2 separate regions of the Zea mays genome follow, and region 2 is linked to region 1. The links are chromatin contacts, called in public Hi-C maps. All regions are on one chromosome and are shown on one strand. Each heading gives the region's core, a stretch centred on a gene start, on an enhancer-like site or on the middle of the called end of the contact. The rest is flanking DNA. Distances are from core to core; before and after follow the strand shown.

What was found. A called contact is a pair of places that touch in the nucleus more often than the background predicts.
Region 2: a contact with region 1 is called in a Hi-C map of tassel, with 2.3 times the contacts expected there. The contact joins the enhancer-like site here to the promoter of LOC100273623 in region 1. A contact is called at or near these places in 2 of 25 Hi-C or Micro-C datasets (leaf and tassel).

Annotation. Positions count from the first base shown.
Region 1 is chr4:121,453,553-121,456,592 of Zm-B73-REFERENCE-NAM-5.0, reverse strand. LOC100273623 (putative SPRY-domain family protein) reads left to right here and starts at 1,549. Exons shown (of 10, transcript NM_001148039.1): 1 at 1,549-2,053; 2 at 2,473-2,619; 3 at 3,025-3,040. The coding sequence starts at 1,665.
Region 2 is chr4:122,070,190-122,073,229 of Zm-B73-REFERENCE-NAM-5.0, reverse strand. No RefSeq gene overlaps it. Among protein-coding and RNA genes, the nearest start is that of LOC118476941, 14 kb to the right of the region's middle. Within about 2 kb of position 1,614, at least 17 of the 20 cell types and tissues checked have an H3K27ac peak or open chromatin away from gene starts, as enhancers often do. A contact at or near this core is called in leaf and tassel, where this site is marked.

The DNA.
Region 1 (3,040 bases), core at 300-2,799:
TCTGGAGGCCATAGAACCATGGGCGGAGGGGGTCAGACTCGAAGCGCACTTCTGCAGGAACCTGGGCAGCTTCTCTCGTAGAGTTGCTAGTGGCAGCCCGCTCCAGCTTCTACACCCCCTAGAAAGCAAAGCAAAGAAACAGCGGGGGAGATGGGGGTCAACCGGCCCTCACACCACTATCTCCTCTGCTGCCAGCTTCCCCATGACGTTCCCGTCCTCGTCACTGCCCCCTTCGTCCGACTGGAGCTAGATGCCACAGGGCGCCCCCGCGCCAGCGCAGGCAGCGACGTACACGCGAGGGAGCGGGAGGTCGTCATGCGCGCGCAGTAGCGGTTGAACCCTCTGAGGAACTGGACCCACACGACACTCCCCTCCATTGCGGCGCCTCCGTGGCCGAACGAAGAACTGGGAGGCGATTGCGGGGATCTGGGCAGACAAAAGAAGGCAGACGGTGGTGTGAGGGCATCCGGTAGAGCGTTAGTGGCGGAGTGGGAGAAGGCGGCACAGAGGAACGGGAGGGAGAGAGCGACGAGGCGAGGGTCTCCTGCTCCCGATGCTCGTGCGCCTTTGGGGACGGGTTGCCGGAGGAGGACACACCCATGGCCATCGAGTGGGAGGAGTACAAATTTGTTGTGGCAGAGGGAGCGAGGCGGATGCGGACAGGGATGACTACGCCGCGCAGCGCGGACGGGCGAGTGGGTGGTACAAGATCTTAGAGCATAGATCTAGAGATCTGAGTAAATGACTCACCGAGGCAGCGAGAACTCACATGAAGACGAAGAAGGCGGAGGGCGGTCGCTTGGGCTTGCCGCTCGTGGCGGCCTTCTTGCGCTTGCTGGCGACGCCACCAGCCCGGAGCCTGCAACAACAACCAAGAGCACCGTCAAACTATCACAAGAAAAAAGAGGAGGTGGTGTAGGCGCGGAGATCCAACCAGCCCCAAATTGTATCCTTCAACGCACCTGATAGTAGACGAGCGCACGCTCGAGCTGGAGGTCGGAGTCGCCGGCGTACTTTCCGGTGTGGTCGATGCCGTGCTCGTCGCATATCGGCCATCGTGGAGGTGGGATTCGTGGGGGGTAGGAGGCGGCGGGAGGAGCTAGGGTGCTCGCACGGTTGGACGACCGGGTGGGGCGGGGCGATGCGTGGGGGTGAGAGTGCGCGCATCGGACGGCTGAGAGACTCTAGAGCGTATTGGACGGTTGAGATCGTCGGAAGGCAGAACAAAGCAGAGGCAGCCTACCCCTTAGAGCCTTAATAGGTAGTATAGATTATGAGAAATTATTTAGATCGTGATACATTAACACCTCTCGTATACACATTCTTCTGAGAAGAACGCCTCAATTTACCAAATCAACCCCACGAAAACCTGCAAATCACACCCGTGTCTGTACGCCACCCAGTTGCTTCTCTGTGTACTCTCCAACTCATCACCGGCTCCATCCTTGTCCTACACTGACCTCGTCCCCATCCCGCAACCGCAAGCAACCACCGATCCAGCCCGTTCGGCCTTTCGGTAAGCTCGGCCCCCGTCCAATCCTGGTTCCCGCGATTTCCTTCGTGCTAGGGTTTAGTCGGGATCGGCGTTCGTTTTCCCTAATTTCGGTGAATTTTCCGCTTCTTTTTAATATACTGTTTCTTCCTTCTCGGCGGTGGATAGGCGAATGGTGACGAACCAGGACGCGGAGGCGGCATCGGCGGCAGCCCCGGGGCCAGGGGCGACGGTGGACCCGATGCGCCTAGCGTCGCGGTGGCGGTCCCAGACGGAGTGGGACCGCGCGGTGCCGGAGCTGGAGGCTGAGCCGGAGCCGTCCGAGCTCAACACCGTCAACAGTTCGGGACTCTTCTCCGTCGTCTCTACGGACAAGTTGTCCGTGAAATACCTCGGCAGCCATCACCACGGCCACGACGTCGGTGTCGTGCAGGCCGACCGCCCCGCTCCCACGCGCCGGGCCGTGTACTACTTCGAGATGGCCGTCAGGAACGCGGGATACAAGGGGCAGACATCCATAGGGTTCACGAGCGAGAGCTTCAAGATGAGGCGACAACCGGGGTGAGGACCCTTGTATTGCTGCCCTATTTTTTCTGATTATATATGATTTGCATTTTCTGTTTTGTCATTTATCATGAAAGCTTAGGATGTAATTTCCAATAATTGCATCACTTGTATAAATTTGTGCACAATTTGTTCCAGAAATCTTCAAATGTTAGTTATGTGATCATGATTGGCTATTTGTCGTTAAGGTCATAAGGTGTTTTTCATGCTATAGCTAAATTTCTAACTGTATTGAAGAGGTTGGTTCTCGCAGACTGCCAGACTATTTCTGATTTATGGAATTTCTGCTGGTTAACTAGATTTCTCCTCTTTACTTTACATTTGAGCTGACCTCATATTGCAAATGCTAGTGTTTATGTGGCTTACTTGATTTTCTCTCTCTCAAATTTATCCTTTGTGTCCTTTGTTCTTTCCAGTTGGGAGTCAAACAGTTGTGGATACCATGGTGACGACGGCCACCTTTACCGGGGTCTAGGGAAAGGCGAACCGTTTGGGCCAAAATTCACATCTGGTGACATAATTGGCGCTGGCATCAACTACTTGTCACAGGAGTTCTTCTTCACGTAAGTTTGGGAGTTCTTAGTAAACTGATAGTGTTTGCTTGTTTGACTGGCTATTATTAACCTTCTAGGGCATTTTTTTCTTGGCTGAACATAGGATGCGAATATATTTGTATGTCACTTTGCCATAAATCTTTCTAGCTTTGCAAATATTCTTATCAGTACATCCGTAGAATGTCAATTCTTGAATTTAGGAAAAGAACCAAGTCTTTGTATATGCACCTGGTACCACTCTTTGGCGCTTTGCTAGTTTCGACATGCCAATGCCATTCTTTATGTTCAGGTTGGAATGTGATGTATTATTAGTTTTGTTTCTTTCTCTTGAGGATTTCACCTTATGCCCTCTATATTAAAGAACGTATTGGCGTATTGCTGCACTGTAATCTAATTACATGTAGCATCTTGCAGGAAAAATGGAGCTCCG
Region 2 (3,040 bases), core at 365-2,864, 620 kb before region 1:
GCGGCCTGTTGAAGAGGTGGTCATAGCAAGTTTTGTTGTAACACCTGAAGGCACCAAGAACTTACTGTTGTCGTGTCCTTGTGATGCCAAAGGTGTGGTGTTGCGTGTGTCGCTGGTGGAGGAAGGTGTGGACGTCCGTATGCCCGAATAAGATGACACCTTGACTGGTGCCGATGGCTGTCGTGGCACAAAGGTGCCCCTCCTCCGCTGTTGGTGACCCTGCAATTCTTTTTCTGACAACATAGAAAGATGGCACAAGCGTTGTATGGAATGACACTCCTTATAATCAACAATATCCTGGATCTCCCGCCTTAGTTCCCCATAAAACCTAACAATTTGATCCTCTGAATCCTCAACTACCCCAGATCGCAGCATACCTTTCTGAAGCTCTTGGTAGTATTCCTGCACAGATATGTCTCTCTGATCTAATCGTTACAATTTTTTCGAAGATCATGTCTATAAGAAGGGGAACAAAGTGAGCTCGCATCTCCTCTTTTAACGCATTCCAAGTATGAGGTGCAGCGCGTGTGTTAACAAGTTCATTCCACCAAATGATAGCAAAGTCTTTAAATTCACTAGTGGCTTGTCTAACCCTATATTGCTCAGGAACAAGATGGGAATTAATTTTTTGTTCTACAGTCATCTCCCAGCCTAAGTAAGCTTCATCATCACAAGAACCAATGAACGGTGGAATGGAGAACTTAATCTTAGCATATGGATCATTATATATTTCATGATTATAATGACGACGTCTACCATTACCTCACATATCTTGTCGATTACGTGCGAGGCGTCGTCGCAGCGATGCGTCAACATCTCTATCATTGTCGTCCTCCACAAGAGAGAACACCAGGGGCGGACCCAGCCCAATGGTTGAATGGGGGCCCAATATATGAGTAGGGGCCTAAATGAATGTATAGTGACTACTAAAACTTTGTAGATATAGTGAATAAGACAGAATGTCCACTAAAACAACGAAATTGAGTGGGGGCATGTGCCCCCGCTCCTAATAACGTAGGTCCGCCCCTAGAGAACACTATTGCACCAGTAGCTGGGGCTGGAGTTTGTGGTGGGGGACTGTAATACCCAATTTGTGAATAATAAGAAAAGGGGTTGATATTATTATGTGATTTGTCATCTACATAATAGACCATGGGAGTAATCATATTTAAGAGAACAAGTAATCAATAAAATACCCTATGCATCATGTTGGAATTTATGTGTTGTGCATTTATAAATACTAATAATAATATTAATAATATAGTAGTGCCTGAATTGGATTATAAGACCAAACTTACCACTTAGAAGACAAAACAGAAACCAATGATAAAAAGAACAAAGGAAAGACTGTATAAACATGAAGGAAGTATATAAAAATAAATAAAGGCCCAGTTCACACTGGTATGTAAATTTGAACATTTCAACTAAGCATGAAACCTATCAACAAACTTGAATACAATACCAAGCTTTGAAAGGGAGAGAGAGAAACAAAACGAAAATGATTAAAACCGGTTCTGGGCTCATTTCCGTTTTGCGCGGCCCAAACCGTGATCGGTGATCGTGCGCTGCTCCTTGGGGCATGACTGTGCGGCTGAACGGTGGGCCCAGTCCGCCAGTCTCCACAATGCTGCACGGATCCCGCCTTGCCTGGAATTCCTCCTTGAGCTACCCGGCAACAACCTGGCTGAGCCTTTCATCGCGCTTCGCGCCACACCCAGGCCCTCCGCTGGGAGGCCTACATTGGTGCCAAACCCTGCCCCCTCCGTGACTACCAGAAAGGCAAGACCCTAGCCGCCGTTCTGCATACGCCGAGGAAGAACCGCCGCGGTCTAGGGTGGCGCGGCGACTTCTGGGAATTGCCTCGTTGAGGATTGGGGTAAGTCATCCATGCGACCTCGCCAGCTTCTACCCCTCATATTCTGACTAGTTGCGCTAGGTTGTGGGCATCGGGGCCCTTGTAGCACTCACCGATCGGGCGCCACCATAACTAGGCAGCACCGCCGCAGACTTATCTCACGGGGTGGCTGGTACTCTTTCTCCCCCTGCCAGCGACCCTCTAGATCGTTCTCCCCTATGCCTGTTGTTCCCTTGAATTCGGATGGTCCGGGTTGGCTCGACGGTGGGGATTCTAGGGAGTCGTTCATCGTAGCACTGGCGAGCTCACCATAGTGTAAGGCGGGGCCCAGGCACCCACGCATCTCGGTTAGGAAGAATCGTCGTGGGGCCTTGATTCATGCGGGGACGGTCTAGATTGGTTTGGGAATAACCACTCGTAGGGACGATCTGGTCCGTAGATACGTAATCGGACAACTGTGATCTGTCGGTTACGTACCGCTTCAATGCGATCAACCATAGCCCTTAGATCGGAATCGAGTGGAGCCGACATGATCTCGGTTGATTATCAGTCGCGCTGTCGATTTTGGATCCAAGAGTCACGATAGAGTACCGGTTCGAATGTGGGGGCTTCTAATCCAAACCCTTGATTCGCGATCGGGCGGCTCACAATGGATCTTACCCCTTCACCAAGCCTAATTTGCAAATAAACCCATGAAGTTTTAGGGAAATAACCTGCCATCCTGCGCGGTGTTCACCATGTCTGGGAGATCTTCTGATTTAGCCCTTGAATTCCCTGGAAATTGGCGCCCAGTCCAAAGCTCAGAGAAATCAATTAATTAAATTTAGAAATTGATTTTTAATACAAAAATAAATCCAGAAACTTGTATAATTCATATTTAATTTATTTTAGCCCCAAATTGATCCATTCCAGTTACAATAATTTTGTTTTAATATTGTTTATCATCTTGTTTGTCATGAAACATTGATTAGAAATTATGCACTTAGTTTCTTTTAATCCAACACTTAAAACTTCGAAAATCTGATTTGACCCGTTCAAGTTGCGTTAGCTTCGTATAAATATTTACTACGCAGTAACAACATTAATTAAACCATGTCGCATACTTTTATAGTTAGATAGTTATTTATCCCATGTCTACTAGATTAACTTTTCCAAATCAAATCTAACCTATCCATAATTATAATT